2 separate regions of the Sus scrofa genome follow, and region 2 is linked to region 1. Evidence: chromatin contacts called from public Hi-C data. All regions are on one chromosome and are shown on one strand. The core of a region is the stretch at or near the end of the contact, and the rest is flanking DNA. Distances in the headings are between cores, read along the strand shown.

Evidence for each region. Hi-C and Micro-C count contacts between places; a contact is called where the count stands out from the background.
Region 2: a Hi-C map of fetal liver shows a contact between it and region 1, with 4 times the contacts expected there. The contact joins the promoter of MSRB3 here to the promoter of LEMD3 in region 1. A contact is called at or near these places in 4 of 47 Hi-C or Micro-C datasets (adipocytes, fetal liver, fibroblasts and 1 more).

What each region holds. Positions count from the first base shown.
Region 1 is chr5:29,593,144-29,600,864 of Sscrofa11.1, forward strand. It overlaps LEMD3 (LEM domain containing 3), which reads left to right and starts at 3,191. Exons shown (of 13, transcript NM_001315597.1): 1 at 3,191-4,748. The coding sequence starts at 3,227.
Region 2 is chr5:29,692,752-29,700,472 of Sscrofa11.1, forward strand. It overlaps MSRB3 (methionine-R-sulfoxide reductase B3), which reads left to right and starts at 3,073. Exons shown (of 6, transcript XM_021091955.1): 1 at 3,073-3,490. The coding sequence starts at 3,088.

The DNA.
Region 1 (7,721 bases), core at 1,941-4,440:
GGAAGAGAAAATAAAATCATTTTTTAAAATGAAGCACATGTTGGAGTTCCTGTTGTGGCTCAGTGGGTTAAGAATCTGACCAGCATCCATGAGGATGCGGGTTCAATCCCTGGCCTTGCTCAGTGGGTTAAACGATCTGGCACAGCTATGAGCTGTGGTGTAGGATGGCAGCTGCAGCTCTGATTTGAGCCCTAGCCTGGGAATTTCCATATGCCTCAGATGCAGCCCTAAAAAAATTAAAATAAAATAAAATGAGGCACATGAAGTTAGAAAGTTTAGATGGAGTTAGCAATGGGATTAATTTATAAAATATATGCTATAGAGCCCTAAACACTTGCCATGGTTGGGACACAAATTCAAGCCTGAACTTCCCAGCTCTTGTCTCAAAGAGAGAAACATGGCAAGTCAGCAAACACAGTGTCCATCCATAAGGTCAGAAACAAATTCGTAATTTTGTCATTCTTCAAAAAGTGAAACCCACAATTACCATATGATCTGAAATTTCTAGGTACATACCCAAAATAATAGAAAACAAGTATTCAAACAGATACTTGTACACGAATGTTCATAGCAGCAGTATTCACAATAACCCAAAGGTGGAAACAACCAAAATTTCTATCAATGGATGAACAGATAAATGAAATGTGGTATATTCATAATAGGAAATATTATTCAGCCATAAAAAGAAATGAAATACTGATCCATGCTACATCCTTTTTTTTTTTTTTTGCTTTTTGCTTTTTTATGGCCCCACTCATGACATATGGAAGTTCCCAGGCTAGAGGTCAAATTGGACCTGCAGTCTATACCACAGCCACAGCAACACCAGATCCAAGCTGTGTCTGTGACTTAAACCACAGCTCATGGCAATGCCAGATCCTTAACCCATTGAGCCAGGCCACGTATCCAACTGTCCTCATGGATACTAGTCGGGTTTGTTATCACTGAGCTACAACGGGAACTCCTTGATACATGGTATATCTTGATGAATCTCAAAATGTTAAGTGAAAGGAGTCAGACACAAAAGATCACATTATTATATGAGTCCATTTATATGAAATATCCAGAATAGTTAAATCCATAGAGACAGGAAAAAGATAAGGTTGCCAGGATCTGGGCATTCCTGTTGTGGCACAGTGGAAACGAATCTGACTAGGAACCATGAGATTGCAGGTTCGATCCCTGGCCTCACTCGTGGGTTAAGGATCTGGTGTTGCGGTGAGCTATAGTGTAGGTCGCAGATGGGGCTCAGATCCCGTGTTGCTGTGGCTGTGGCATAGGTGGAAGCTGTAGCTCTGATTAGACTCCTAGCCTGGGAACCTCCATATGCCCCGGGTGCTGCCCTAAAAAGGAAAAAAAAAAAAAAAAAAAGTTGCCAGGGTCTGGAGATGGGGAGAAATAGAGAATGTCTGCATATCAGGTACAGGTTCTCCTTTAGGAACGTTGAAAATGTTTTTGAATTACACAGAGGTGATGGTTGCACAACTTTGTAAATGTACTAAATGCAATCAAATGTACACTTTTAAATGCTTAATTTTGTTATGTGAATCTTACCTCAACAACAAAAATAATAAATACATAAATAAAACAAAGCAGAACCAAAACAAATGAGCTGTCTGGAAACGTACAATTATTTCTAATACTGAGACCAGAAAGGACAGTCTCTAAGGAAATAAACCTTTGAACATAATGTTGAGTGGTCATTCTTTAGATTGTTCTTCAACATAAGCTAAAGTCAGGAGTTCCTGTTGTGGGTCAGTGGTAATGAACCCGACTAGTATCCATGACGACACAGATTTGATCCCTGGCCTTCCTCAGTGGGTTAAGGATCCTGCATTGCTGTGAACCGTGGTGTAGGTCACAGACATGGCTCAGATTTGGCATTTCTGTGGCTGTGGTGTAGGCCTGCGTCTGCAGCTCCAATTCAACCCCTAGCCTGGGAACTTCCATAATCTGCAGGTGCAGAACTAAAAAAAAAGCTAATGTCCTGACTATGAAGGACAAAATTGCAAAAGATATTTTACTGGAAACCAGGGGGAGTACAGTGTTAGTAATATGGCCCAAGCTAAACTGGTATCTGACCAGAGGGCTTAAGATAGTGACAATATTAAAAACAGAGAGAAAGAAACAGACTGCCAGGTCTTAATTGTTTTTGTTTTTTGGTTTTTGTTATTGACTGTGTGTGAAGGTTTCTCATTTGCCACTACTTTTACGTCAAAATATTAATCTCATACTATCCTACTTTTGGAAGTCATTCATTAGTTCAACAAATGTTCTTGAACTTCTAGTGTCAGGCACTGTAGGGGTGGTTCCTGTGCCCATAAAGCTTACAGTTCAAAGGGATAAGACAATCCAGTCAATCAATAATTTTGAAAACAAATGCATTAAAAATAATCATTAACAATAAATAAATAACTATAGGTTGGAAAGATGCTAAGAAGGAAATAAGCAGGATGGTGTGCTCGCTTTTTTGTCATAGAGTGAAGCAAGGGATAGACTCTTTCAATCACCAAAATGATGACCTATCAGATTTTAGAAGAGGAAAAAATGATAATACTTTACAACCAACTAGGGAATGAATATCCATCACAATTGAAGAAAACTATTGGGGCTGGCTGGTTTACTCTGTATCTCTTCCTTGGAATGGAAGATGTGAGGCTTCTCAGAATGAGCAGTGAGAGAAACTGCCCTTCCCTTTTCTTTGGTAAGTCAAGTAGAAAGACAAAGTGAAAAGAGAACCAGGAGTCAATAGGGAAATTGCCAATTGTCTGTCCACCAAAATTTAAGTCTCCTGGTTCCCCTACGCAGCGGGAATCAGGACGGAAAAAACTAATGCCATGAAGTTCAAGGCAGATTTCCCATCAACTATTACTGCCCAGCGGCAGGAACCTGGAAAGAAGAGGTCAAGGTACTGCTTGTCAGGAGGCAGTCCCCGGGAAAGGCGCTGGTAAAGGCAAAGAGGAGAGTTGCCGGATGGAGAGGAGACAGAAAGGGAAAGGGAAGGGAAGGCACTGGCACCCCAAGTCAGAGCGCAGAAAAACTCTCAGCAGCGGGAGCTGCGCGCCGCTCAGGTGGCCTTTTCCCGCTCAGGTGAGCTCCTCCCGCGCCTCCCATTGGCTAAGGCGCCCGTGGCGCTGGGAGGGCGACGCACCCCGGTCTAGTTCAGGGTCTAGGGCGGCGCGTCACTTCCGGTAGCGCGGAGCTTGTAAAACACCCTGGAGAGAAAATGGCGGCGGCAGCGGCTTCGGCGCCTCAGCAGCTCTCGGATGAGGAGCTTTTCTCTCAGCTCCGCCGTTACGGCCTGTCTCCTGGCCCAGTGACGGAAAGCACCCGCCCGGTTTACCTCAAGAAGCTGAAGAAGCTTCGAGAGGAAGAGCAGCAGCAGCACCGGTCCGGGGGCCGCGGCACCAAGACGCGGAACAGTAATAACAATAACACGGCAGCCGCCACGGTCGCCGCCGCGGGATCGACGGTGGCGGCCGCGGGGATGGGGGTCCGGCCGGTCTCGGGCGACCTCTCCTACTTACGGACTCCTGGAGGCCTGGGCCGGATCTCCACTTCGGGCCCGGAGAGCCCCTTGGGAGGGACCGGGGGCGCCTCGGCCGCCCCCACGGCTGGCAGCAAAGTGGTCCTGGGCTTCAGCTCGGACGAGTCGGACGTGGAGGCCAGTCCCCGGGACCAGGCCGGCGGCGGCGGCGGGAGGAAAGACCGGGCTCCGCTCCAGTACCGCGGGCTCAAACCGCCGTCGGCGCCCCTGACCGCCAGCGAGGTGACTAACAACAACTCGGCCGAGCGGAGGAAGCCCCACTCGTGGTGGGGGGCCAGGAGGTCGGCGGCTCCCGAGCTGCAGAGCCCGTCGGGGAGAGATGGGGCGGCGGAAGACGAGGAGCAGGAGGGAGAAGACGGCGAGGACAGGGACCCGGAGGCCGAGGAGCCTCTGTGGTCCGGCCGGACCGTGAATGGCAGCCGGCTTCTCCCCTACAGCTGCCGGGAAAACTATTCGGACTCGGAGGAAGAAGACGACGACGACGTGGCCTCCAGCCGACAGGTATTGAAGGACGACTCCCTTTCCCGGCACCGGCTCCGGCGGGGCCATAGTAAGCCTCTCTCTCCTCTGCCTGCGAAATCGGCCGGCGGCCGGCTGGAGACCTCCGTTCAGGGAAGGGGAGGAATCGCGATGAATGACAGGGCGGCGGCCGCCGGGAGTCTAGACCGGAGCAGAAACCTCGAGGAGCCGGCGGCGGCGGAGCAGGGAGGAGGGTGTGATCCATTGGACTCCAGCCCCATTCCTAGATATCGTGTTAACGCTAAGAAACTGGCCCCTCTCCTGCCGCCACCGCTCGCGGACATGGACTCAACCTTGGATTCGTCCACAGGCTCTCTTCTTAAAACCAATAATCATATCGGCGGCGGAGCCTTCAACGTGGACTCCCCCAGGATTTTTTCCAACAGCCTCCCTCCCGGTGCGGCGGTGGCCGCCTCTGGTTCACTCAGGATCAATCACTCCAATCATACGGGCTCCAATCACACCTACCTGAAAAACACATACAACAAACCGAAGCTTTCTGAACCCGAGGAGGAACTTCTCCAGCAGTTTAAACGGGAGGAGGTGTCCCCAACAGGAGGTTTCAGTGCTCACTACTTGTCCATGTTTCTCTTAACTGCTGCCTGCTTATTTTTCCTCATATTGGGACTGACTTACCTAGGAATGAGAGGGACGGGAGTAACCGAGGATGGAGAACTCACCAGTAAGTATTAAGCCCTGTGGGGAAGGCAACAAAAGGACTGTTGTTAGTGGTGGGCTCTAACCGCACTGGGCATTTAGCCGAGGTGACTTCTTAACCCACTGCGCCATGGCGGGATCTCCCTATCCGAGGTGACTTCTGTCAGCAAGAATATGGCTTTAGTAGTGAAACACAACAGATTGAGTGCCTTCGTGCCATCTTTCCTTAAGAAAGAACATGATTACAATGATCGGAACGATGATGCCACGGCTGGATTTAAGGGTTTTCTGTATGATGTATTGGGAAATTCAAAACATAAAAGAACAAAATACTATAAGCAAGCCTGTTAGTAAAATGCACTTCGTGTGTGTGACTTAAATTTTCTTTTGGCCTTAAATAACCACTTGTGCAGATGCCAGTCCCATTACTCAACAGTTTGGAGGTATTTTGATTGTGCAGGAGCATAATAATGCACTGGAGTTTTTGTTTTTTTTGTTTTCCCCAAATGAGTTGTGATTTTAAAAGACAATGTAAGATCTCTTGAAATGGTGGTTAAATGTTTTGTTTTATTAAGGACAGGTGTAAGTAGTCCCATAATTTCTTTAAAGTGAATGAGTATGGAAAGTAGGAAGGCACACGTCTAAATTGATTTCCCAGCCCAAAGCACCTCCCTCCCACCAGTGAAAAGGGGCAGTGTAGGGGTTTGCAGTCAGATCCATCTGGATTGGTTTCCGGGCTCTGCCTTTCACTTGCTTAATGGCTGTGGGCAGGTGTGTTTGCTCATTCATTAAGCCAGCGTCATTTGTGCTGAACATTCAGGATATAGCAGTGGTAAGTCGAAGTATCCCTCTCCTTTAACATGGGAGGAAGATGAATACTGATCATTTTATGTTCTATGAAGGCAATAGGATGGAGCCATTGGTGTACTCTGCTTTAGAGATGGTGCAGGTAGGTACTCATTGAGCTAACCTACTAGTTGAGTTAATCTCTGACCTAAAGCAGGAGGGGGAGTTAGCCTTGTAGGAGACAGAAGAGCTTTCTGGGCAGAGATTACTAGAGGAGGAGGAAAGGTTTTGAGTTGAGCCAAGAGCCTTCCTGTAGGGTATAGTACTTTGAGCAAGGGGGTGCGGGAGCCAGAGTTGGAGTTTCCCTTGATAATCTGTAAAACGATGCTAATCTTGACTAGAATGACGCCTAGGATGATTGAAAGAGAGAAAATAAGTTTTTAGTGCATGATGGACTGCTGAATACATAATTTATCCATGTTAGGTCCTTCTCCTCTCTACCCCCTGAAACTTACTAACCCTCTTCACCCAATGTGAATTCACTGTATCATGATTTATATTTATGAAATTGGCTTGGTGTTATCAGTTTTGTTCAAAGTAGCGAATGATGTAGTTAGCAAAGAATAGGAGTGAAAATAGTGTAAGCTTTGGTTTGGGTATAGCCAATTTTATGATAGTCAAATAATAGATTATGATATTCCTTAACTAGGGGGATTAGAAGAGGACTGAAATCCAGCACTCAATGTTAATCGGTACTCTGGGAGCAAGAGTGGTATATCAGTGTCCTGCCCCAGATATTTGAGAAAGAAAAGAAATAAGGTCATGGTAGAAGTTAAATTGGTAAATGTCACATAAATGATGTTACCTATGGGCAGTACCTATCTGTATGTTTGTTTCTCTAACAGAACTGGTTTGTTCTATGAACCGGCCCTTTTACTAAAACGCTTTGCGAATATTATCTCATTGAGTCTGCCTAACAACTCACAGAGCTAGATGGTATATCCTCACTTTATAGATGAGAAAAGTGAGACTCAAGGAAGTTAAGAAATGTACCCACGTTTGAACAGCTAGCAAGTGTTAGGACTAAGATTGGTTTCAGATTTTTTTTCAGCTATAAAGCCCGTAGTAGGTATGGGCTTCATAAAGCCCATTTAGGTATTGTTTGTAGAGAGTTTTTTAAATGAGAGGATACCTTTATTAAGATTAAGAAAATAAAGAGTTCCTGTTGTGGCTCAGTGGCAGCGAACCCGACTAGTATCTGTGAGGACTTGGGTTTGATCCCTGGCCTTGCTCAGTGAGTTAAGGATCCAGTGTTGCTGTGAGCTGTGGTGTAAGTCACAGAGGCTGCTTGAATCCCCTGTTGCTGTGGCATAGGTCAGCAGCTACAGCTCCGATTGGACCCCTAGCCTGGGAACTTCATATGCCACAGGTCTGGCCCTAAAAAGACAAAGGAAAAATAAATAAAATAAAGTAATTGAATACTTGTTAGAATTTCATACAGAATTACTGATGTGGACAGTTCTCAACCAAAGTGACTTATCGGATCTTTCTTGTCATTATTAAGATAAATAGTGATAAGAGCCTAGTGATAAGAGACTAATATTCTCTTAGGTACTAAAATTTCAAGTGGAATAGAAAGGGATAGGATTGCTAGAGCTTTGGTACCCTCCTCACCTCCATTGGTGGAAGGAAGGAAGTTATAAAGTGGTTTGCATTTTAATAAATGGTAAATGTGAGGTGGCTTGGGTGATGGAAAGAACAGTGGGCTAAGAAGTAGAGGGTGTGGGTCCTAGGACTTGTCAAAATGACCTTTGTCAAGTTCCTCAACCTCTTTGCCATATTCTTACATATAGAATGGGAGTAATAATTTCTGCTGTCTATGGGGTTGTTGTGAGGATCATATGAGTTAGTTTGTTGAACAAACTTAAAGTAATATTAATAACAAATTTAGATGAAACATATATACGTAAAGAGAAATAGTTGAGTCATTTCTGTAAGTGATGTTTAGTAGTGTATTTCTTAGCTATTCAACATTTAATTTTTATTAAGTTCTATGAAATATACATTATAGACATTGATATAGAATTTTGAACCAAAGTTTGATGAATCCTTAGATGTATTATATACTTGGCGTATTGTATATCCTGGAGGAAGGAAGTACCTGTTAGTTCAGTAAGTCTGCATACCTAACGGTGAGTGACTTCACTCCCTG
Region 2 (7,721 bases), core at 1,823-4,322, 99 kb after region 1:
TGTTCATTGAATTTAAGTATTAACTTAGACTTTCTCTCCCTGACTGAGGCCTTGTGAATAATATGTAGGTGGAATATGAACATTCTCCTGTTTGTAGTTGTTGGCATCCACCCAAGATGTTCTTTGGGTACGTGGAGTCGGGGTTCATCTCGAAGCTTTGTGTAATGGCTAAGGGATTTAATTAAAGAATTGAGACTATTAGAGAGATTGTAGCTTGAATGCCTGCCATGCTTACGGACTCCTTTTGAAAGAGACTGTTCTACCTGGAACCCCATACAAGGGGGCAACACAGTCAGGTTGTTTGGCATAGGCGATCATGTTGTGCAGCATGTGAGCATCCCATCTTAGCCACAGCTGTAGGAGTCAGAGAGGACACCTGGCTTAGAAGTAGACAACCCAAAGTCTGCTCAATGGCTTATGAGGCAGCTTCATATGAGAACTTTCCCCAGGACAGACAATGGCATTGGAATCAAATTCTCCTGTATGGGGCATTTCATCATGAGCTATAGAGGAGCCTTGGCACCTGGAAGCGGGAACAGGAGTGGAAAGACTGTGGTTGTGCAATTTATTTTACTGCTATGTTCTGAAGACACTGTATGAGGAGTTGGGGCAGCGGTGTCCTGGAGCTGGTTCATAATGGGCCCCAAGAGCTGGCTGGGTGCATCTCTTCCCAACTTTGCCTCCAGAGACTCAGGTTGGGTGGGAGTATTGGCACCCACATAAACTGTTTTTTGTTACCATTCAGGCCTCCCTCCTCTAGATCTGTTAGACACTGACTGGCACGCCCCTGAGTTGGGGGAGGAATGGTATAAAGGAAGCAGTTAACCTCTGAGCCCTTTGTCTTAAAAGCAAACATTGTTTAAGGTAATATGTTAACAAGATTGTTTTTAAGATGGTAGTAGACATTAGAGAAAACATTGTGAAATATATGATTTAAACTACAAAACTCCTAGGAATGTGGTCAGAGGGTAGTGGCTTTCTGGTTCCTGGTGCCCATCAAAGGCACAGGCCCCCACCCCAGGCCCACAAAAGATCCCCTGACAAGCTAGTTAAGTCTCTGGTCTAATTTCCACATGAATTCTTTACCCCTATCACTAGAGGTAACCTGAGTGCACACCAGTTACTTAAAACCACAAGAGCCCAAAGAATACAGTTTTTGAATACCTTTCCTTTTTTTTTTTTTAAGAGAAAGTGGGACAGATTAGATTAGTACCGTAAAAAGAGTAGGTGTGGGCTTTGGAATGAGGTTTTAATTCCTACTGCTTCATCCCTTCCTGGTGGCATAATTTACTTACCTATGCTTCAGTCCCCTTAGGCTGTAAAACAGGAATAAAAAATACTAAGGGCAAAGATATTTGGAAGAACTCAACGAAATACCATGTGTAAAACAACTAGCACAGCGTCTAACTTTGTACTCAGTAACTTGTTCTTTTCTCTCCTAACATATTTATTTAAGCCTTTAGAGCAGCTGCTGGTATTGCTCTCAAGCCAGCAGTTGATGCAATTAATTAACCCTCCACTCTTATTAACATGCAGTAGTGATAGTGCACTCTGTGTAATTTTATGTTTTTGTTCATAAGGTCAACTAAAATATTTTAAACAAGGCCCAAACTAGGGCAATCCTTTGCAATAATCCTTTTCTGTACACTTTATGGAGCTCCTATAAATCTGTTTACAAGTGACTGTGCTCATTTTACTTTTGTTAAACAAATATTTAAACTATGGGAAAGAATTATGCTATGTATTGTGGAGGAAGTAAGAAAAAATGATGCTTATGTACTACAAAATATACAAAAAAGAGGGAAGGGAGGGGATCCTTGAGTTTCCCGAGAATTCTCTTTCAGATACCCAGCATTGTTACTGAATATAATGTAACCTGTCTTTTAAATTCCTACTTTACTGTATTACAGGTTATTTACTGTTAGTTTGCTTAGGTCATCTGCCCTTTCTCCTATCATCACTGCTAGTACATTGAGGGTGAAATCTGCCCATGTGCCAGGAGTAATTCATGGTGTTTCCAGCACCAGATGATTTAAGGGGAACCCCTTGCAAATGGACTGGTTTTTGGCATTTGGGCTTTAATACTTTGCCAGAATTGAATTTGTTTTAAAATAAAGTCCCTGATTTTCAAGAATAGCATTTTCAAACAAATAGTGTGATGTACAAATTACCATACTTTAGTTCATGTTAGAATAATCCACACTCTAAATCTGTTTGACTTTTACCCCTTAAGTATTTTGCATCAATAAATCATTCCTGTAGCATCTTAAAATGGTCATAAATAATTACAGAACATCCTACATCTCCAGGGCCTGTCCCATTACTGTGAGGAAAAAAAAAAAAGTAATTAGACATAATTATGTCCTCTTGAAAAGCTAAGGGTCTTTTGGACTTGATTACTGGAGGAGTTATCAGTGCCAAAGAAAAGTCAAAGAACTATTGGCTGAGGCCTGTAATTAAACATCTGGTACAGACATTTTTGATCATCAGAGGTAGTGCTTTTTGAATACATTTTAACACTCCCCTTCAGGCAAGCCACAATAAATACAAAGTTAGCATAAGGGGGATGAAGAGAGGTTGGAGGTGAAAAGAACGACTGACCTAGATAAAACATCAGCGTTTAGCTAGTGTGAGAAACTGTCACTCAGCGTGCCTCAACTCCATATATGGTGTTCACTTCTAAGTTTGGGTAGAGCCTCTTTATAACTCTGGCTAAGAACTCACACACCCACACAAACACACGTGGTGTAGAGAGCCTACTTACCTGGAATGCAGGAGGGTGGTTTTCTGTATTATGCCTGTTCGTTTTGTACAGGTTAGCTCCCCTGAGTGTGTGCGTAAGTGCCAGTGCAGCTCCAACCTCACCCTCCCACACTCAGAGAAGCACTTGCCAGATCTTTTTATCCCCTTACTCCTAGAGCTCTCAACCTATTAGGGGCATCGCAAGAATCTCCTCAAACCCCTTAATTTGACTTCCCGCGGGTCCCTGGCTCGCTGTCGGATCTCCTCTCTTTTCTGCCCCTTCGGGGTCTTAGGTGGGACCTGTGGGTGGGATGCTCGGCTCTGCTTTTGGGCCCCAACACTGGAATGGGATGCCCTCAGGCAGAGGGATTCCGTCTCCTGGTCACCTTGGCGGCCGGCGCCCTTGGGGCGGCAGCGGAGGAGGAGGATTCGGAGGAGGAGGGAGTTGGCTGCCGCCGAGGCCCGGGCAGCGGGCCCCGTCCGCGGCGGGCGCTCTCCGCGGTCCTCCCTCGCTCGTCTCCTATGCTCATATTTGGACTCGGCTGCCCGTGCCCAGGAATTTCCCGTCATGCCTCCCGCCGCCCCGTCCGTCGCCCGGAGCCGGGGAGGAAGGGAGGGAGGTTCGGACAGCGGCGGCGGCGGCTCTCTGGCCCTTCCATGAGCCCGCCGCGAACCCTCCCGCGCTCTCTCTCGCTCTGCCTCTGCCTCTGCCTGGCCGCGGCCGCGGCCCGGGCAGCCGCTCAGTCGGGTGAGTTGGGGCTCCCTCCACGCCTCGCTTCAGCCCTCCTGCCCGACCCTGCCGAGTTGAGGTGTGACCCCGACCCTGTCTGCCTCCGAGCGCTCTCTGCGCCCCCTTCAGTCCCCCGCGAGGAGTCCCTCTTTCCTGAGCCGAGGAGGGGCGCGGGCGTGGAGGGGCGGATGGAAGGAGGTCAGCGCTGCCTTCGCCCCCGCCGACGGGAGGCGTCTGGCCGCCTCGCTGACACCTTATCCCGTCCCGCGAGCGAACCTGAGCCCGAGGGAGGCTCGCGCGCCCGACGCGGGCCCCGGAGGGAGGGGCCTGGCGGGACCGCTGGGGAGGAGAAGCCGCTCCCGGCTCTTAACGCGGAGGCGCGGGGCCCGAGGCGGGGGCCAGCTGGGGCCCCTGCCCCGCGAGGGTCGGCCCTGCCTCCGCGGCCGCTCAGATAACGGGCTTGGGCGCGTGGGAACAGCCAGCCAGGCCCGCGCCTCCTGCCGCGCTTCGGGGAGGGGCGTGGGGCGCTGGGCGGCGGGGGGCAGCGGCGGGCGTGCAGCGACGAGGGGCGCACCCAGAGGCGCACAGCCGCCCGCACCGCGGGGTCAGGCGGCCGCGGGCCCGATAGGCCAAAAACGAACAAAACCCCCAGGTTGCCAGGTATCAGTTTTGTGGTGTTTTTTTTTTTTTTTTTTTTTTTTTTTTTTTTTTTTAAGGGGGTTAAAAAAGCATTGGAGTCTGGTTTATAAGTTTCACCTTGGACTATTTCCAGCTATATGATCGAAAGGTGTAAGCCCTGCCTGATTTGGTTTAGGACTATAAGCTGTCAAGTGGGGTGATTTTACAGTCTTAACAGGATGATTTTAAAGATAGTTTGGAAAATATCAGTGAGGAAAATTTTTTAACATAAGATTATTATGAAAACTAATTATTTGAAAGTACAAAGTAGAGTTTAAGGTAAATGTGAAATTGCATGAACTTCCATATTTGTGATGAATGTCTAATCATCAGAGCTTCTCAGTTCTTAATTTTATCTGGGATGGAAGAAAATATAATTCCTCAGAGTTGAGATTTCTTAGCAAATTTGAGTTTGTTTTTGTTTTTTGCCAGCGATAGACTATATACTGTGAAGATATGGCTAATAACTAGAACTTACGAATTAGTTGAACGCTGACTATTAAGCATAGATTATATTCAGCACTCTCTGGTCTATGGCTTCATATTTCCATTTGCAGCGTTTGTGGCAAAATATATTTTAAGAGATAGTTTTGATTATAAAATAATCTTCAGGATTCATATAATTTATGAAATTGTCGATTCAGATTGATGAAAGATTTAAAAAATATTAAGTATGTGCAGTTTATCAATATTAGTTTAAGTAAGGATATCAATTTCATATTTGCTTCTGGTTAGTATTATTTTTCACAAAGACTTACTTTTTATGGATTCATATTTTAAGAGTAACTTTAATAGCATTTCTTGGGGAACACAACAGGCTCTAATTTCATATTTTAGAACAGTCTTCTAAAAAAATACTGTGCTTCACGATAAAGGGTAGATTGTACTGCCAGAGATTATATGTTTTTTTTTCCCCCCTCAGTGATGTATTGGCTTACCTAATATTTGTGGTAAAGCAGCCGTTGAAGACCAAAATCCACCGCACTATGACTCCTTGCCAGCAATTTTGAAAACCAAGTTTATATTTGGACCATTTAAACATTTATTCTTTTAATTTTGGTCCCAGCTGACATATAAGTCTAATTTCTGGTGACTTTTATTAGGGTCCTGTGTGAATGTCTGGAATTTTTTTACATTAAAATAAGCGGTTCTCTGCCATTTAGAATTTTGTCACAGTGCCTAAATTTCCTGTCTGCCAAGGCTGCGAGCATACAACATCATTTAGGTTTTGAACCAACACAGTTTTTTGGCTTTTAGAGGTGCTTGGTCTAATGTCTTAACTAAAATATTAATCCATTTGGTCAGAAATCTCTACTGTTTTGCTAAACTTAAGTAACAAGAATATCCAAAAAATATTCCAACAGTAGTTTTCATAAATTTTTCAAATACAGTTTTTCTCCTTTTTTAAAAAATTTTTTACTTTTTTTGCTTTTTAGGGCCGCACCCGCAGCATATGGAAGTTCCCAGGTTAGGGGTTGAACCACAGCTGCTAGCCTACACCACAGCCACGGCAATATGGGATCCAAGCCGCATCTGTGACCTACACCACACACAGCTTAGGGCAATGCCAGATCCTTAACCCACTGATCGAGGTCAGGGATCGAACCCTCAGCCTCATGGTTCCTAGTCGAATTCGTTTCCGCTGCACCACAATGGCAACTCCTAGTTTTTCTCTTATAATTAAAAATATATTGTCAAATATTAGAGCAACTTCAGGAAATAAATGCTTTTTGATCCTGTCATAATCCTATCACAGTCCCTTTGATTTGTATCTTACTTGTGTTACTATAGTTAAGGATTTGGTTGATGAATTTGGCTAGAATGTGTAGCTTTCTTCTCTGTTTGATAAAGTTGGACATAGTCTTCGAGTCCCTTCAAACTCCAGGATCCTATAATATTATTTTTGTTTATATAATCCTGCAGAGCCACCCACTACACTGGTTCAAACTTTGATTGTCAACTCTGACTTGCTATACATGTTAAACTGGTCTGCTTGTAGTCATATCTGATGGGTGCGGACCCAGCTTTGGAGAGCCTGGATCTACCTCAGGAAAGCCTTGATACCTGGCACTTCACACCAAAGCACACATCTGGATAGACTTCCATGGTTTTAAGCTTCTGTTACTTTCTTCCGCTTTTCCAAGAGCAGCAGAAAGTGCTGGTTGTGTCATAGGGTAAATGCCTGCCTGCTCTTCCAGGATAGTTAGGCCAGACCCTAAGATCATTTGGTATTCAGATTTGGAATTTGGGTCTGGGCTAAGGATACCACTGGAGAGCGCCCAAACCTTGGTGGAGTTGGGAGACCTGTGGTTAGTTACCGGGGACATTTCAGATGAAATCCTCTATATTGGGCTATGACCTTTTCATCAGGCCTTAGAGGAGACTAAATTGGAGCTACCCATCTGGTTTATTCAGAATTAATTTGGTTTGGGGAAGGAGGATAGTGAGAGAGCTATTTAATTTACTAGTTGTTAAACATCTCTGATTGCTGAATAGATATCCCAGGGCTTTTCCTTGAGTATTCCTATTTTCTCCTTCCTGGGGATGATGGGTTTTCTTTTTAAAATGCTTAGCACAATCCTGGATCCCTGTCCACATATTTGTCTCTATAGCATACCAAAGTCATTTTTATGGCTTTGAAGGAAATACAAACGAAAAGAAAGTATAGAAAAGTAGATAAATAATAAATCAGCCAATTGACCTTATGGAGGATTTTGTTTATTGACTTATTTAAGCTTCTGTTGCAAGTAATAGACAGGAACTTGAAATAGTTTTAGGAAAAAGAAAGAAAGACAGGAATTTGATGGAAGCCATATGCACAGACTTTATTAGGGACTGGGAACTGGAAAACCTGGAACTTTCTCTGTCTCTAGCCTTTGCCTTTCTTTGCTTTATTGTTCTCTATTTTCTGACCATTCCCCCACCCCGCCCCCGACCCCAACACCCCGTGTTCACAGTTGTATGTGGCTTCTAAGCAGCTCCTGAGTATTTAGGTGTCCCTCAGTTCCAAGCATGGGGAGATATTAATCAATGGGCCTTGATCCTGAATTCCCAAGAGAAGGATCCTGGTAGATATAGTTTGGGGTCACGTGGTTGATCTGGATTTTCCTTAAGGTCTCTTCTAATTCTAGACTTCTGTGTACTCTGTAATGCAGATATTTGTTTTTGTTTTTGTTTTGCTTTTTAGGGCTACACCCACAGCATATGGATGTTCCCAGGCTAGGGTCAAATTGGAACTACAGCTGCCAGCCAGAGCCACAGCCCCAGCAACGCAGGATCCAAGCTGCACCTGCGACTTAACACCACAGCTCACAGCAATGCTGGATCCCTGGCCCACTGAGTGAGGCCAAGTATCAAACCTGCATCCTCATGGATGCTAGTCGGATTCTTTTTTGCTACACCACAGTAGATACTCCCTTGTAGTACACATATTTAGATGATTTGATTTTGCATTTTTACATTTTATATTATGAGGTTGTTAGTCCTTGGGATGGATAATTTTCTCTTGATTGAAATGTGTGTGTAGAATAATGGTTCACCGATACTAGAGCTGTTCATTCACACTGCTGCA